2 separate regions of the Anser cygnoides genome follow, and region 2 is linked to region 1. The links are chromatin contacts, called in public Hi-C maps. All regions are on one chromosome and are shown on one strand. The core of a region is the stretch at or near the end of the contact, and the rest is flanking DNA. Distances in the headings are between cores, read along the strand shown. Region 1 overlaps LRP4 (LDL receptor related protein 4). Region 2 overlaps CSTPP1 (centriolar satellite-associated tubulin polyglutamylase complex regulator 1).

What was found. A called contact is a pair of places that touch in the nucleus more often than the background predicts.
Region 2: a contact with region 1 is called in a Hi-C map of fetal liver, with 2.2 times the contacts expected there. The contact joins two enhancer-like sites. A contact is called at or near these places in 5 of 7 Hi-C or Micro-C datasets (fetal liver, granulosa cells and liver).

What each region holds. Positions count from the first base shown.
Region 1 is chr5:34,704,490-34,707,189 of Taihu_goose_T2T_genome, forward strand. It overlaps LRP4 (LDL receptor related protein 4), which reads right to left. Exons shown (of 40, transcript XM_066998732.1): 8 at 872-1,000; 9 at 418-537; 10 at 160-285. Among named protein-coding and RNA genes, the nearest start is that of CKAP5, 28 kb to the left of the region's middle. Within about 2 kb of position 1,307, at least 2 of the 3 cell types and tissues checked have open chromatin away from gene starts, as enhancers often do. A contact at or near this core is called in fetal liver and liver, where this site is marked.
Region 2 is chr5:34,840,202-34,842,901 of Taihu_goose_T2T_genome, forward strand. CSTPP1 (centriolar satellite-associated tubulin polyglutamylase complex regulator 1) reads left to right here. Exons shown (of 10, transcript XM_066998774.1): 6 at 2,198-2,393. Among named protein-coding and RNA genes, the nearest start is that of ARFGAP2, 18 kb to the right of the region's middle. Within about 2 kb of position 1,445, at least 2 of the 3 cell types and tissues checked have open chromatin away from gene starts, as enhancers often do. A contact at or near this core is called in fetal liver and liver, where this site is marked.

The DNA.
Region 1 (2,700 bases), core at 57-2,556:
ACCTGCATGTGTTTGCAAGTGTAGAAGACAGTTTACAGATCTCATACTCTGGGAAGCACAGTAAGTTGAGGCTGAACTCAAACTATCCAAAAGAGACCTCTCTACCTATTCCTCCAGGATGGAAATGTTAGCTACAAGCAGCAAGGCAGCAGGCCAAACCTGTATTCTCACAGTTCTCCTCATCACTGTTGTCAGAGCAGTCATCTTCCCCATCACAGCGCCAGGAGAGACGGACACAGCGCCCTGATTTACAGCGGAACTGGTCAGCTGTGCACATAGATGTAGCTGAGGGACCGAAAAAAAAAGAAAATTAGGTGAGCAACAAGGATCAAAAGAGACCTGTTTCAAAGGTAACACTCCCACATATTCTCTTGCATCCGCAGAAACAGAATGCTCCCACCAGTCCCCAGCACTCACTGCAGTTCCTCTCATCTGACTGGTCATCGCAGTCGGAGTCTCCATCACACCTCCAGCCAGCATTAATGCACAAGCCACTGTTGCACATGAACTCCCCAGAGCGACATGGCTGGTGAGATGCTGTCGGAAGGTAAAATAAATAAATAAATATACAGCAAACTCAGACCTATGGAACATCCCAGAAATCTCTCAATGCCACATTTATGCTCCGCTATAGTGGAACTTGGTCCTGAACAGATCCCTCCTGGAAACTGCCTTAATTCCTGCATGCAGAAATGTGCTGACTACACAGTGACCCCCATGACTACTCTCACTGTCTTGAGTTAAAAAATTAATAATCAAAGAATCAGCTTATGTGTGACAAATTAGATAGCTGTCTCTCCAGCCAATGCAAAATCCATTTAGGATTGCAGGTCAGAAGCTTGGACCAGTATACCGCCCTGCACTAACTTACAGCAGTCAGATTCATCAGACCAGTCCCCACAGTCATCGTCGCCATCACAGTGGTAGATGTCCAAGATGCAACGTCCATACGCACACTGGAACTCCTCCAAGCTGCAGGTGGCAGCTGGAACATCTGATGCTAACGAGGGAATCAAACAAAAAATGCCTAAGGTAAAAGGGCACAAGCCAGTTTAAATAAACCTTTCTCCATCTAATAATACACTAGCAAATATTCAATGGAAAATTGTTGGAAATTACTAGCCATTGCTGCATATCTTTGCACGACCTGTATTGCTGAGAAGAACTCGAATGCTGTTTGTGCTTCACTGAGGGGCAGTTTAAAGCTATATACAAATGAAACTGTGCGGTCAACTCACTTTAAAAAAAACACCAAAGGGGTTGATGAGAAAGCAACAAAAAGGATCCAAGAGTGTCACCTTCCCTCTTATGCTCAAGATACTATCTATGTCTTAGTGCCCTCTATAAAGGTTTGCAATGTTTATTAAACCTTTGAAAGCCAGATGTAAAAACAAAGCTACCTTTTGGGGTAGCTCTATATTAAGGACTGAGGCACATCAGAACACAAGGTTAAAATATAGCATGATTCCTTTAAAATTTTAACACAAATAAACACTTGAAGACCAAAGGAAGCAAGCAGTGAGGTGCCCGCTTCTGCACCTGACCTTTGAATTTTCCCCCCTCCCTTTCCTCTCAAGCCATTGCCAAAACAAACTGTGCCTTATCAGTTAGGAGCACTGGCAGACAGATGACCCTAGGCAGAGCCCAACAAACTCGCAGTCAAGGATTTGCCCACTGTTCTCTGTTCAGCAGTACACTATGTGGGAAGTGATGAAAAATCTAAGTCCCACACAACAGAATCTGACACCTCTTCTCATACTGTCCGGAGAATGAACTGCATGTTTCAGGCACATGAGTCTTTCAGCTGAGGAGGTCAGAAAACAAATACACCAAGCAAAAGGGAAAACAAAGGCTGGCAATCAGGGACCTGAACTACGCCTGCCTATCCAACCTCAAGTAGTGGCAGAGCCTGCAGGCACGCAGTAAGAGCTCCAGTTCAGCCAGTATCCAGTGGCGAGTTACTAGTGTGTGTTAACCTGTGCCTCACCAAAGGAACCTGAAAGTAGTGTTTGGGCCTCCCTGAGGAGAAAACGAAGTTGATGACTTAAATTCTCATGTAGCACGATTCAATTATACATCCCACCCCGCAAAAAAAAAAAAAAAAAAAAAGCTTAGTTCCACATTGTCTTAGATGAACAGTGAACAGGACTGGATACAAGAAAAAGTTGACAGCCACACTGAGAAAGATAAGAGAAAGGGAGGCAGCCAAAGTGAGCTTCTTAGTGAAGTTCCCTACCTAAAATGCCTTACAAAAAACTGCCAGCCACAATTTGAGAAGCATTTCAACTCAGAGGAGTAGGGGCATGAATTCAGGTTGCCCTTCCACCTCCATAGGAGGCAAGGTTGAAACATCTTTCCTCACTTCCCCAGTGCCTATTCATGGCCTGCATGGAGCAACAGGCAAGGGAATGAGAAAGGAGAGAGGGGTAAAGGCGAGGGAAAGAGGCTGGCTTCCTCTTAGAGCCTTTTCCCAGCTTAGAAATGTTTGCAGCCCCTGGCTTGCTGCCAACTCTCATTATCTGGAGAGATAAAAGACAACTCCCCCATGCATCCACTCCCCTGCCCTTCAGGAGCTGGCGGCCCTGATCCCCCCCCTCCTAGAGCTTTTTGAAGTTTCTTGCTATCTAGAACAAATTCTGCAAAATGCCTTTGAAAGCAGGGTGGGGGAAGGGACCGCTGAAACTTCCACAGACACTAAAT
Region 2 (2,700 bases), core at 195-2,694, 140 kb after region 1:
TGCTGGAGGCAGGATCAGAATGGCCCAGAGCAAGCCTAACCCAATGTTCTGGCCCCAACAGAGATCAGGAGCTGGTGCCTCAAAAAAAAAAAAAAAAAAAAGGAACTTGGCAAATTCGTATAATTCTTACCCCTAATACTCATCCAACTGCAAGCTGTTTTCAGCTCAAAATGTTTCTGAAATGCGTGTAGTTTCTACAGCTTTAGAAACACCCAGGGGGTTCCTCTCCTGAGGACTTTTCCAGTCTCCCCTTGAAATCACATCAACATTTAACCTCCACAACTCTCCTTGGCAAGGAGTTGCATGGGTCTGCCACCTGTTCCATGAAAAACCACCTCTCATTTGATTGAGAGCCACTAGTTGGAAGGGAAAATGAACAGTTAATCCCTATCTATGTTTTTCATATTATTGGTCATTTATCATATTCTACCGCCCTCCCTCAGATTGAGTTTTAAGTAGGTGGGGTACTTCTTTTAAGATTATTGACAGGAAAAGTACAAATCAAATACTAATAGTTTGTGTATACATATTTTTACGTACGCTCACCCACACATACACATCTGTAAAAATCCTGAGGTATTTTTAAACTAAAGTTCAGGTGGCAAGGAGGAGAAACTTGGATGAACATTCATGTGCTTTTTCTCTACAGGGAGATGTTTTAAAATATGTTGGCCTGTTTGTCTTAGCCCCCTAAAATGTTGTTGAGGAAAGGAACTCATTCAGGAAACTGCTTAAGTGGGGAAAAAGAGGGAAACGTTTCCCTTATCAAGGTTAGATATGCTCCCAAGCATGGGGCACTGCTGAGGCAGTCACTCACTCGTCTTGCAGCACAGAGCACTTTCTGAAGGCAACAAAAGCTCATGGGATTCTGTCCACTCGCACTAACAGTTCCTGCTGATGGGCACAGCTCTTGGTTGGCCTTGATCAGGCAAAAGGGGCAGGTCAGGGATACTGGGAGACGCTGGCTAGAAGCTGTGGTGGAGCACAGTTTGTGGTCAGAGTGTAGCCTTGGGTGGCCTGCTGATCTGATCCAACCTGTCAGTTCCCATCTTTCCAGCAGTTATGAGTCAGCTGCTATTCCTAATACAAACATCTCTATTTCTTAGTACTTCTCTGTGTATACTTCCCCCGTAACTCCCCTGTGCATATCACAACATTACCCATGACAAGTCATCAAAGAAAAACAGTTAAAATGGTGATTTTGGGTTGGGCAGAACCAGGCTTGCAGTGCCTTTAGCTGTGGACAGAAAATGTGCTTGGAAAGTTTTTCTCTGATACAACAAATATTTCCACTGAGCTGAAAAACCTCAGCACAGCCCGAGGGCCCGCTGACATCCCGCCTTTCCTTTCCACCCGCCTCACGCACATCATCACACTTCCATTCACTGGGGACATAAATGCCACTGGAGTCCTCACAAGCACGCCCTTGTGTACACACACTCAGACATCCCGGCCCTGTCGCGCTCACCCAGGCACAACGCACACACGCAGCCTGTCATACGCTCTCCCACCAACCCACACACATGCAAACCACTCCAAATGGAATCTAGATTTGTAAACTGCTGACCACATCCATAAACAAACTTGTTTAAAATTAGGCTCTTGCAGTAAACAGTGGGTAGTATGAGGAGCCTGGGGAGAGGCTTTCTGCCAACTCTAGCCCTGACCTGCCCTGGCCCTTCCTCTAGATCCCATGTAATATTTACTTTGGAGCCGCACAGAGACAAGCTGGGATACAGCCTGGAGCCCTGACTAACTTGCTCCCTTTGCTTCTGTTGCAGTACCATATATTTTGTTCCCAACTTGGATGAGTTCTCAGTTGGTGGTAACAGATGAAGAAGGAAAACTTTTGAGACTTTGCAAACTAGCTGTGTGTTTGACATTAGCTTTCACACTCCACTGCTTTATTCACGTGCTAGCCTCTGTTCCCTTTAGAAGAGTCTGAACAGAGTGGCTGGCCTCTCGTAACCATCCTGACAGGGAGAAGCCAGCAACTTACATGGAAATGGCTGCTTGTGCCTGCATAATATCTGACCTGAATATGCAGGATGCCTTAGTATTGTGCTTACATTCATTTCCTGTTGGTGTCATGTGCAGCACAGAGCAGGGAATGACAATTTAATCCTGGGTCTGGTAGGTCAAGAGGATGCTTAGCTGGCTGTAGCCCTGAGTTATAAATCGCTTTCTGTTTTTTCAGAGTTCCTGGAAAGTGTGGCTGCCATTTATCAAGATCTATTGGCTGGTAAGAATCCAAATACTGTGATCGTGCCAACATCATCCTCTGGGCAGCATCGGCAGCGACAACCCCCAAATGACTGCAACCCACTCGATGGGGTAGAGGCTTCTCTCTTCTACCAGTGCCTAGAGTCCTTGTGTGACAGATCAAAATACAGGTATGAACACAGATGTGAAGTCTCTGTCTCTGGAGACCCTTTGTAATGTTGGATCTGTGAAGAAATACAGGACTTTGAACAAGCTGTAACTTCCACATAGATCTCATTGGAGAAGTAATAAGGGAGAGATCATGGCAGAACTGCTTTAACCAAAAGAAAAAAACAAATTCCTGGGCCTAATAGACACGGGGGATTTGAGCAGATTATTGGGCTAATTGGTTGATTTGGGACTCTGCTTTCCTTCTCACTTTTACATTGATACTTTCATCAAGGAGAGGTTCATCTACCATCATGGATTAACTAGAGG